Regions from separate parts of the Anas platyrhynchos genome. Here region 1 is linked to region 2. Evidence: chromatin contacts called from public Hi-C data. All regions are on one chromosome and are shown on one strand. Each heading gives the region's core, a stretch centred on a gene start, on an enhancer-like site or on the middle of the called end of the contact. The rest is flanking DNA. Distances are from core to core; before and after follow the strand shown.

Region 1 (6,289 bases), core at 322-2,821, 490 kb before region 2:
TTTTGAGTGTTTTCCAGTAAAAACTATGAGACTCCTACTTTCCAGTAGGCTGAGGTGCCTACTTCAAAAATACACATATATCCTTCCCACGTTCTCACTCTCCATTTTTTTCTCTGGGTAAGTTGCACAAGGCATTATGTGCAATCTCCTACATGGAAAGACGCACAATAATCCCATAACATGGGTTGCTGACATCGAAGACATGCTGCTTTTCTAAGGAATGGGGACAGATACACAACAAATGGAAAATCAGGTTTCAGAGAATTACAGTCATATGAAGCTTGTTGACAGGAATAGCAAAAAGCATCTCGTGAAGTTTCAGAAGTTCAACTCATACCTCACAGACGTGTTGACGTGGGATCTTCCACAGCTGCTAGGAGCACCAGGACATTGACAAGGGACTCCAGTGAGAAGAATCCACATCAGTGTGTTCACCCCCAGCCTTCATAAAAATAATCTATCAGCCACGTGCAAGACCACTATAGCATGCCAAACAAACACATAGCACAGGTCACCCCCTGGTGCTGGTAACAAAGCCAAGCAAGGAACGTGATTTTCATGTCTCACAATGGTCCTGTTTTGATTGAAGGCATCGGTTACAAGTAGAAACAGAAGAGGTTAATGTCCAGTAGCTGTTAGCGTAGGAAGATGAGCAGCTAATCTAGGTCAATTAGGACGCTGTACATTAACCCTGCGGCAGGTCAGTGCTACTGTCAATGAGACGGCACTGGTGTGAAACTGTGTGTTTTCTGCTTCCAAGGGCTATTCATGGGTCAGCAAACACACCAGAACAAAGCAGCGCCTGTGATATTGGCAGAGAAAGCACATCTGTTATTGCTCATTCTTTGAAAAGGTTAACGTGAAGGAAGAAATAAAGAAACCAGATAAAGACTGAGCAAGAACCATATTTGGAAGAGTTCCAGGCAAAAAAAAAAAAATCTTCCTTAGGAAATGCTGGCCATTGCTGCCTATGTTGTATAGAATGGGCATCAAGTAGGCAACTAACCCTGACTGCAGGCCTGAGTCAGGGACTCGCATGTTCACTCAAATCCTCACAAGCACTTTGCCAAAGTCCCTTGCTGTTTTTGTTTTCTACCATGACACTTATTTACCATAAAAGTGTGTGATTGTACTTATTGCTTAAGTAATTGTTGCTTACAGACTACTTCAACGTGAAGAGGGGGCAGGAGTTTATTGTATTTGCAGCACAGAACAAACATTTATTCATAAAGCATTACTATCATCAGTTGCAGCCACTTGGGTTTTCTTTTATGAAGAAAAGGACGCTAGTTGTCAAACAATGACTAGGGAGATAAGTGACCTATAAAAAATTTACGTGCATAAATCATAACCACACAAATACAGCTGGAGTAACTGTGTATGAACATAGTGTCCAATCACCTCAAAAACATCTCACCATAACTGCTCACAAATGATTAGTTCTCGATTTAGACTAGTAATATAAGGACACAGTGCTTCACCTAACGAAGCCTGCTTGTACAGACATGGGTGACTAAGCAAGCACTGACAAAGCCTCGACAGCAAACCTGCCCCCTTGCAGGCTCTGCCTGATGTGCTAATGCTTTTCTTACTCGTGGTACACAGGTGCCACCTCCTGGCTGTTTTGATACCTCAGACAAAAGTCTGTATCAAGCACTGAACGAGTGAGCATATTTCTTAGAGAGCAGTTCATCTACATGATGAAATACTTTAGTCCTTACTTTAAAATTTCTCCATTACCAGCTAAAAAAAAGAATATGCAGCTCTGCATGGGGACATTCTCACACCTGACGGGCATAAGTACGTGACAGACAAGTGACTGCATGATTCCCAGCAGTGCCCCACAAGGTACACTCAATCCCATCTCCCCAAGCCAGCCACAACTTCAGAACTCCATTTCCTCCCAGCCTGCTTCATTACCTCGAGCCAACATGCTGGGGCCCCGAGGACAAGCCATTATTTGATCGCAACTACCAGATACAGCTACAAAAGCTGAACACCTTTTATAACAGATGCATACTACTCATCAGGTGCAGATGCTTAGAGGTGTTTATTTGGCAGAAAGCTGCAAGGATCTGCTTGTTCTGAGCCTAGACTTTGCTGAAACACCTTTCTCAGAGTTATCACACCCTCCCAGCTTTATACACGCCTCATTGTCTGTACCATAGAAAAGCACAGGTCAGGGGGCCAGGTAATTTCAAGTGAAGCCCCCTGTGCTGGGTGATCACACTTGAAGTGGAAGGGCTGAGCAACTGTCCAAACCCAACTATGTCCTGTGAAGAGGCCCATAACCCATATGTGGGTGAGCAGAGACAGGCCCCTAGTGGAGCAGACAGGGCCTAACACTTTAGGGCAAGCACAAAGATAGGAATGAGTGGGCCCATACAAGCTTCCTGCAGTTCCACATGGCCCATGAAGGGCTAAAACCCCAACTTACCACTGTGGCCTAATGACAGAGGCAAGAATCACACCCACGGTTTTGAGGAAGACCAGAGAACCAGTCAGGATTGGGTACAGAAACCTTCATCTAGTCTGACAAAGCCTAGGAGGTCATTCCTTTCTATGATTTCTATGGCAGCTTTGATTTTTTCTTTTTCCCCTTAAGAATCCGCAGAGAATTTTAACAGACTTGGAGATCTATCAGACGTACAGGAACTAAATCTGTACTCCTTACCGAGGGAAGCCTAGTTTCAATGCAGCAAGCTCTGAGCTCTGATGAAGCCAAGTACTGTGGATATATTCCAGTGCTGATCAGGAGAGGTTTGCCTATCAGACGGGTGCTGGATAAACATGCAGTAAAATGCCAGTTCTGCAGCTTTTCATCCACTGAGCTTCAACCACTAGATGGCATCTGCGTGCTAGAGCAATTACAAAAACGTCAACTGGACGGGGTCCTTTTCGTAACTGCCTTTAAATAGAATTAGTACAAACAAGAGATTCAAGGAATAGGATGTATTTTCTTAATCCTAACTGGTAAAGGCAAGACAAAAGCCTCCAAGACCAGCATATCGGTTGCTTGTTGTTGTACCTCAAGGTAAGAGCCTTAAGTAGGAAAGGAATAAGGTGTTTACTATCAATCCTTCAACAGACTGGGGCCTTCAGCCTTGCAGCCCACGCTCTTAATAAAATCTATTTTCCTAGAGATGTGGTAAAGGTGTAATTAAGATATCCATTAAAACGTAATTCTCGTAACGTGTTCCCTCTCCCAGCATTTCACAGAAATTGCACATTCTATCTTGGATGAAGGTGCAAAAGCTTGCTCAGGAATAGCAACCCAAAAAGCAAATATAAAATATTTGGGGGGTAGCTAAAGGAAATTGCTGATTTATACACGCCCTGATATTCAACAAGAATAAAATCGCACAAATGCTGTAGAAAGTATCCAGAGGGAGCAATGTGAAGCAGTTGTACCTACCACACCATATGTAGGTTGGGACTTCAAAGCAAAATGGGGAAAATCATTACACTGGAAAATATTTACTCACCAAGGCTAATGTCCTTTGCACTTTTCTTAAAAATCAACATTGTGTGTTCCTCTGCATCATGTTATAAGCTACACCAGTTTGTCCACAAGATACTTTTCTTTCCCCCCAGCTAAGCCTTTTAAATAATTAGAGATGCATCCAGAATATTCTCTCACATCCCAAAGATTCAAACCTTTAAAGCAACATGAGCAGGCAGAACTTCCTACCAAAGGGGGGAAAAAGCTTCACTAAGTTATTCTGCTTTCCGCAAATATAATTCAGTATTTTCCAATGACTTATCTGTAAGAGACTAGAAAACTGTAATCCTGCCTATCTGCTTTGCTTCCTGCGTTCAACAGTAACTCAGAATAAAGTTCAAACACCGAAACTTACCCTTTGGGCATGCCTATCACACTTCAACAGGACATTTGTGTGCTGCTTGTTTGTAGAGCTCTGCCAGGGAATACTATGCTATTCTCATCTTACCATAAAACTTTTATTTCCACCTGAAGACACAGAATAACCTTTTCTGATCTTTATTAGCAGCTGGATCTAGTTAGCACCTGCTCTCTGATACAGTTGCTCCAAAGATTTGAGGTTGCAGTAATCCAAACACAAAGCTTCATCTGCAGATACAGTTAAATAAGGCAGCAGAACTCAGGAAAGGGGCTGGGCCAGGCCACCTGTAGTACACAGACTAAAGCTCCAGGTGTTCAGGCTGTTTCAAGACAGTAACCAGTTTTCCTTGGAAGAGATTACTATAACCACATATTGGCAACTGCTGGATGGAAAGCTTCTTTTGAATTGCTTTGTCATTCTCATGTCTTTGAACATACAGGTATAGGGATTAACTGGAGTTAAAGCAGGACAGGGGAGAACAGAATGAAATTTTGTCCTTATTACAAATGAATGCATTGAGATTATTTATTTTAGCAAGGCACATACAGAACAAATAACTGGATAATTGAGTGTTTCTTAACAACTTGAGGGATCTTCAAGGCAGTACCAGTTCTAGAAATCCCTGGAAGATGAGAACCTGGCAGGCCTGTAACAACACACAGTACCAGGTTTGCAGCTTATCTTGGTAACTCATTTATTGTCCCAACACTGACTTACTGTCATGTGGTTTTCGAGTGTTTGGTCCAACACGGTTTGAGGTTCCTTCAGCTTTGATCATCTGATAAAAGCAGTAAGAAGAATGTTTGGTTATAAGCCCATGAGCTGTGTGCAGCCACCTGGTTCGATGCTGCCATCAAAACCTTGGTCAACCTTTGGAATAAAGCAAGCAAAATCAGTTTCTGAAAAATCATACAGATGCACCAAGCGTGCCCTTGAAAAATGCTCCAGCTAATTAGCACAAGCAAGCAGAGTACAGAAGAGAAAAACATCAAGGGCTGTGTCCAAATATTTCAAGCCTGGCATTGATTCACTGAATTGCTTTTTGCTATTGATAAGTAGGACTACGTGCTTAGTATGCAGTTCTAACAGTCAGGCCTCCTCAGATGCACAAAGAACTGGTATTTAAATATGCACTGAAACATGAACTTCAGCTCAGTTCTGTTTTGCATTAAAATTACACTATTCTCTGAAGCACATGATTAGCCCATGCGGACTGAGACAGACATCCAAAACATGTTGTGCTGTAGTCACCTCTGATCCAACATAAGGAGACATTTTCTTGCTCTTGATTTTTCCACCAGACTATCTGAAGCCAAACATTCACACGTAGCTTCAGGGACATTACAAAGGAGACGTGTCAATCATGAACCAAGTTACAATTCAAACCAGTTGAAGAGCAATACAATATTGACAGTATCGCTTTGCTTCTATGCTTTGCTAAGCTGTAATGCTACCTGTCGGGTCTGTGTAAAATGCATTCCTCTCTCACAAACCTGACTGCAAGGAACGTTCCAGATACACCAGCCACAGATAAGACTCCGACAGTATGCCAGGAAGAAATGAAACACCAGTATAAATGCTAGGTTTTTTACAACTATTAGCTACGCAAGTCTCCACAAAGAAGGTCCCGTGGTTTTTTTTTTTGTTAACCTTTTGAGCTTTACAACAAAGGCCGAGCCTGGGATGCTCATGTTTGTAATCTGCATAATCTGAAAATTCCAGCTATCCCAAACCGAGCTCCTCGGGTCACTTTCAGTTCAAACCATATTTGGTAGCAGCAATGTCTGTCATATTTCCATTACTAGAGAGAGAAAAATGTGTTTATCCATCCTAAACTAACCACCTACTGCTGCAGTAATTTCATCTGACAGCTTCCACAGTACGACAGCAATATCCTCTTGGACTTCAAAGATAAGCCACAGATGGGATCTCTTCTTCATATAAAGAATATCTTCCTGCTCATCAACTCCTGTTTCTATCATCTCTTGACAGAAATGCAGCAGAAGACTGCACAGGCCCTAGGAGTTCTTGGAGACAGCTATAAAAGCAAGCAGGATCTTTATCTTCAAAAGAACCTTAAAATAGCGATGTAGCATACTAACAACAAAATCCTTCCACAAAAAGGAAACGAAAATAACAAAGGTCTGAAGACTTTCCAGCCACAGTTTCCCAGGAAAGTAAGGACAAAGCAAAGCACTGCACCAGGATACTACAAGCAGGATCATACATAGCTATGAAGTCCTCTTATGGGTAAGATGGTACAAACAGTCTTCCTAATAGGAACATGAAGCTTGCTGAAACCTAACAGTATATTTGCATAGTCATACTGCAAATTAGTTAGAATCAGGCTGCAAAAAAGTCAGAAACAATGAATGAGACCATTTCAAACTTGAGTCTGGAAGTACTTCTGTGCATCTAGATGTAGC
Region 2 (6,051 bases), core at 3,513-6,012:
CCTGAAGAATTACGCGGAACTCAGACCCTTCCTCCAGGCCAACGCTTCCCAGAGGGAAGGGAGATATCCTAGTAATGGAATAGACTCCTTCCGCAGGCTTGCGACCAGTCCTTCATTAATGACAGGATCTGATCCTCCCCTCCCTCTCAGCTCAGCACCTTTAATCTCTCTGGAATTGAGCCAGGCCTCTCCGATCTAGGAAAGCAAGGGACTGGCTTTCTCCAGTGAAGCTCTGAGCCAGGAGAAGCTCCTGTTTGTGCACCACCACAGTCTCACTCAGAGCTGGCTTGCTGTGTGCTGTCACCGTTGTGATTACAGAGCACAGCTGGCCCGCATCACTTTCTGATGGTCATGTTTTAGGTCAGGTCGGGGTTTGTAGTCTGAGCACCTGGGATTTGATTAAAAACCCCTGTGATAAGGAAGTCTTTAAGAAGTTGCTCCACCAAATTTCATAGTTTAGCAGTTCTGCTGGAGCAGGCAGGGGTGGTGTGGTGGGTGCAGTCCTTTGCTGTTTCCGCAGGCAGAATGAGGCAGCCCTGTTTTTAAGGATTCAGGTAAGGTTGCTGGGGAAAGCCATCCCGGGGGGAAGACTCCAGTCACCTGAAGAGCGAGTAGTAAAGTGAGTGGGTGTGAACAGAAGTGCCTGAAGCTGTTTTATTACATGCCTGGTGCCTTGCTCCCCAGGGAAGAGCTCCCAGATAGTTGCTGGTTTGGTTGGCCCCTGCCCTTTAATCTGAGTGTGCCCAAATGGGCTGGGGGCTTTATTTTTGTATTACGCGTTGCTTTCCTCCCACTCACTAGAGCTTTCCTCCTATATGCCTGTGGCTGCTTTTGATGCTTCTCTCCCCTCTCCTGGCCTCTCTGTTGGGCAAGCTTTGTGGTTTGCCACCTTTCCTTGCTTCTTTTCCTACATCTTTGATGGTACAAGAAAGCTTCTGGTTGTTTCTCTGTTTGCGTTTCGCTCTCTGTGGGGTTGTGTTTGATGTGCTAGGAAAATAGCACTTTGGCTCTTTTGAGTCCTATTCAGTAGCAAATTAAACATCTAATAAGGAGTGTTTCAGCAAGTGAATGCAAGGAATAATGTGAAAAGGATCTGTTCATTCTTCATATTTCTCAGCGTCATGAAGACAAAGATATTTGCTATTTCCCCTCACGATAAAGCTATCGGCTGTATTTACTTTGTACTCTGTTCTTAGGTGACAAATTTTATCTGACAATTTCCACGAGCCTTGCCAGTGCTATTTATTTAAATAAATTTCACATTTGCTGCTGTGCAAAAGGCAATTCTCTCCCTTTTGCAGCTTGGGGAGCTAGAGTACTTAAAAGCTAATTAGCTTTTTCAAAACTGCAGCATAAACCAGCCTTAAGAAGGAGAACATGAACCTCACGGTCCACCCCTTTCATCACCTTCATTAGTGGTGTGTTCTCCTCCTCCAGTTAATCAGCACTCTGATTTTACTTGAGGTCATGATCATAAAAAGATCCGATTGTTGTTTTAAGCATCTATAATTAAAATGTGTGCCTACATGGTGACCTTCCTCATGATGATCCAGCCCCTGTGCAGGTGCTAAGATGCTTGCTGCTGTATTGAAAACAATGAGGCTCAGGGGTTCAGAAATGTGACTGAGGGTTTGGGAAGTAAAAGCTCATCCTGTAACTCCATTTTTTTGTTCTTGTGGCCTTGTTCTGAGCCTTAGACAGCGTGTTTCCCTGGTTGTTTGCCCCCATCAAGTTTCCTAGGGTTTGGAGGAGGCGGTGGCACTGTGCAGGTGACCTGTCCATCTGCTTGTGGGTTAACTCTGTCACCACAGACCAGGCTGTGCCCTGGAGTTTGGATAACAGTGTCACAGCTTTTTTTTTCTCTCTACTAGCTTATGCTGTCAAAAATATGCGATCACCCCTTTTCAGTAAGGGAAACAGCTGCAAACTGCAAAACAGGAGTCGGAATTGTCTCTGTGGTGTGCAATGGGTCTTAACGTGCCTTTCCTGGAAGAATCCCACTCTGCCCTAGGTGGCCTGGGGACACTGCCGAGTGCCGGCTGCGGCGCTTCCCGTAACCCAGCGGGGTTGGAAGGGGCAGGCACTCGGCGAGCCCTGACAATGGGAAAACTCTTGGCAGGGGCTTGCGAGCGGCCCCGGTGTCCCAACTCCTGACGAGAAACGGGCTGCACCGCCGCCCGGCGATGTGGTGGCGTTTCGGGGGAGCTGCGGGCTCCTTTGGGGTGTCCCTGCTGGGGGTGACAGCGCCCTGTGTGTGTGTTTGTGGCGTCCCCTCATCCCTGCCCCTCGCCCCGCCGAGCCGCCTCAGGGCGGGCAGCCTCGCCCCGGCGGCCGTTACGGCCGTTAGAGCCGTTGCGCGGGCCCGGGCGGGCGCTGCTGCGAGCCGCTGCTGCCCCCTGCCGGGAGCCCGGGTGGCTTTGGGGGGGGGGGCGGGTTTGTGAGGGGAGCCCCGTGCCCACCCGCAGCCGCTTTGGGTTAGGGAGATTGACACAAATCTCAATAAAAGTGGCTCTCCAAACACCTCTGAGCTTGGAGGAACCACGCGCAACCCAGTTGTGAAAATTGACCCCCAGGTTTTCAGTGATTCAGGGGAAAATTGCCTGGGAAGGCAGAAACTCGAGGTTAATGCGGAAGGGAGGGATGAAGGCGCTTGGAAGCCGGGACTGCTGATCAGTAGTCAGCCAGCAGCGTGAACGCCTATCCACCACGCTCCTGCCAAGAAATCCTTCCTACACAGGCCAAACTTGATACTTTTTCCTGATATAAGTACATAAAATTCTACAGAAGTATATACAGATAGTATATAAGTGTACACATCGATACTGTATGTGATACAGATTCTGGACACATGGATGCCAGCAAGTGTTCAGGGGTGCTATATCTCCATTGCCTATGAAGCTATGAGCTGATTCCTGTTAATTTATTCTTGCCATGGGTTTGGCCCGTGCCAGTTCACACTCTTCCAGACAATTCCCAGGCATGGCTCAGGGAGTCAGCGTGGGCCAGGGGCTGTTCCCAATAACCCCTTTGGATCAGACTGTCTTGCTCGAAGGATTAAAGAGTTTAATGTTATGGGTGCAAGCCATCCTGTGCCAGGGGCCTCAGTGCCAGAGAACAGTCCTAGGCACGTTTAATTTACTGGTATAGACGTAGTCTGGGAGCCCAAGGGATTAGGCAGGGGTTTAAGGGTTGCATGCCTGGACATAGATGCTTGATTTCTCCTGAGATCCATTTTATGGAGCATTGTGTTTTTTTGTGGACATGGGCCTTGGTTCTTTAACTCTTCTGCCACCTTAGCTAAAAAGCGTGGACTCCTGGTGATAATGAGCTTTTAGAGGTTTTTTTTTCCTAAAGTAAAAATTTTACTTTCCTAAAGTAAAGTGTGTTGTAATTACACCGTTGTATCATCACTGCCATCGTGACAGTGGCATATAACAACAGTGAACTCTGTTTAATTAACATTTTTGTTATATTTTTAGGAACAAAGGTACCCAAAACATAAGAGGGGAAAAATAAAAAAAAAATATGAAACAGCAATTTTTCAAAGGCTGCCTAATTTTCACCAGGCTGTGTAGAAAAGAGCTCTCTTTGCCTTCAGGTTAAACCTGGAGATTGTAAGATTACGCTAATTTTGCTATATGAAATCATGGAAGCACTGGATAGATTTTGCAGAGGAACACCACTGCAAGTGTGTTCAGTTGTACCGGTCCTGGTGGTGTAACGTCTCTTGGGAACGGTGCTGTTGAATGTTCACTGTGTGAGTGGCACAGAAAGGTGTCTGACAGCTGCAAACCTACGTTTATGTGCAGGAACATAATTTCTTTGGTGAGGATGAGAATTACAGTGCTCCAAGTCACCTGACCCATCTGTCTGGTCTAATCATAGCTCCATTCTTTACCTCTTTCAGGCTGTTAACCTCTGACTCTTACTATAGCCTGAGCTTCATTTCTATCAACACAGACACCACATTAGCATCAGAATACGTAGGCCAGGGCTTGGTGATGAGCACTGACATAATGAGTATCTTGTTACCTGTGTGAGTCTGGTGGGACCACCACTGCACTACGTGATGTATGACTTGGGTATCTGTCTGTCTGTCCCGCCCGCAGCAATGTGCGTGTACGCATTGGGATGGCTCTGGTGCTGTGGTGATGATTTGCTATTGTTCTTGTTCTTTGCTCCACACCTATGAGGGTCTCCCACGCACCTGCTGCATGTGCTCCTATGTGAGGTGTGAGCAGGCTCACCTGGGGGAGCTGATTGCTCTGTGTCTGGGCTCATTGCTCGCCTACCAGGGACCTAGGACACAGCTGAGTAGTAAAAGTTTTTCAGAAACAAACTCCAGAAAACTATCACTGAATAAATCTAGCAATGCTGGCCGTGGTGTGGAAGCTAAGACAATTTATTTCTGCGTTGCCTCACCCGAGTGCAGTCAGGCTGGGTAGAGGCCCTGCTTCCATACCTCTGGAGGGCCAGGACCCTGGTGGCGGGCTGTGACAAGTGCAGTGCCCCTCACACAGTGCTGGGCAACGAGAAGGCAGCCCTGGGTGGGATTTAGGGACACAATCCCGGGCTGTAAGCGCTGAGGAGGGAGCATGTGGAGCTTGGGATCGTGCCCCTGGCTGCCTGCCTGGGAGCCACCCAGACCTTTGGCTAGCAAGGCGCAGCTTCCTGCTAGGTGCTTGCGTATGTGCTCGTCAGCCCGAAGCGGCTCCGAGCTGCTCTGTGGCAATCCCAGTTCCTGCCATCAGCCCACGGGAACTCAGAGCTGGGAAAACCCCCAAGCGCCTCACCCACCCGCCAGGCCTGGCTGGGAAGGGCTGAGCTGCTGTAGAGGCCAAGTCGTGGTCTATTGTGCCCTCTGGGGACGGCTCGTGTGTAACACAGGCAAGATGAAGCCTGCACGGCTTCTCACTGGGTTTCTCCCAGCCGGGGACCCTCCGTGGGTCAGGTTTATAGGACAGGAGCCAGCCAGCCCCTGCCTCTGCTCTGACAGTGCCTCCTAGCTCAGAGGTTTTACCCTAGAAGCAAAGGGACGTCAGGGAGGAGTGTGTGGTAAAATGTCCGTGACATTATTCCGCTCCCATCCCTTCTCCTGCCCCCTTTTCCTACTAATTTTAGTGCTAGCGTGCTTGCATGCAGAGCTTGCTGTTTCTGATCCCGAACTCATTTCCTCCTTCCCAAGGCCGTTTTCATCCTTGTTTATATAGCCACGCTGCCTGCAGAACTGTTCCAACTGGGATTTCTGGTGGAGAGCTTGCCAGTAACTGTCCATAGTTGTAAGAAACCGATAAAGGTTTCAGCATTTGGCCCTGGCTTTTAGAAGAGCCAGGGGAATGCACAGATGCAGCGTGCTGTCAGAGTTCAGAAAGCAGAGGACAAATGACAGGCTTGTGACTTATTCTTGTTAGAGAAGTCTTCCTTGGCAGGTTTAGTGATCTAAGCCTTTGGGGCAGAGGCTTCTGAGGACAGGTCGTCTTGTTCTCCTCCTCCAAGTGCCATTTGACTGGGTGCTCGGACCCCTTCTGCTGGCTTCTGGCTGGTTTGTGGCCACAGACCCTGAGTCATGAGAGCACTCTTTGTTTCTCCAGCTATTTTAAGGGCCGTGTGTTTTACTTCCGAGCCTTCCTCTGAGGACTCTGCTATATTTTTACTGCTGCAGAGGTCTCAGGCAGTACTCGTGTGTCTCTCCCCAGCCTTCCCTGTCGCACTAAGAGCATCTCCACAGCACAGGTTTGCCCAATGGCTTCAGTGGACACAGAACTGTTGTCCCCTGACTGAAGAGCTGGAGGTGGGGTATGTGAGGCTGCTGGGCAGTCCTGGCAGTTCTGTGAGGCATCACTGGTGTCCAGCTGGTATTTTCTTATGGAAATTTGAGAGCTCTGGCCAGGCCTGCATGAGGCACTGTGGCCAGGAGCCCCCCAGGCTGGCTCAGCCAGGTCAGAGCATGAGTGCAGCCAGGCTGTTCGCACCGAGGCACCCTGCTCATGCCAGGGATGAACTGCAAGGCAGCAGGATCAGACTTGCTCCTTCTGGAAATTCTTCCTGGAA

What was found. Hi-C and Micro-C count contacts between places; a contact is called where the count stands out from the background.
Region 1: a contact with region 2 is called in a Hi-C map of subcutaneous adipose tissue, with 4 times the contacts expected there. The contact joins two enhancer-like sites. A contact is called at or near these places in 3 of 8 Hi-C or Micro-C datasets (F1 follicle, skeletal muscle and subcutaneous adipose tissue).

Annotation. Positions count from the first base shown.
Region 1 is chr3:38,689,158-38,695,446 of IASCAAS_PekinDuck_T2T, reverse strand. No RefSeq gene overlaps it. Among named protein-coding and RNA genes, the nearest start is that of PPP1CB, 34 kb to the right of the region's middle. Within about 2 kb of position 1,571, at least 4 of the 8 cell types and tissues checked have an H3K27ac peak or open chromatin away from gene starts, as enhancers often do. A contact at or near this core is called in subcutaneous adipose tissue, where this site is marked.
Region 2 is chr3:38,199,977-38,206,027 of IASCAAS_PekinDuck_T2T, reverse strand. LOC119716379 (a long non-coding RNA gene) reads right to left here. Exons shown (of 2, transcript XR_011808179.1): 1 at 1,396-6,051. Among named protein-coding and RNA genes, the nearest start is that of TRNASTOP-UCA, 14 kb to the left of the region's middle. Within about 2 kb of position 4,762, at least 6 of the 8 cell types and tissues checked have an H3K27ac peak or open chromatin away from gene starts, as enhancers often do. A contact at or near this core is called in subcutaneous adipose tissue, where this site is marked.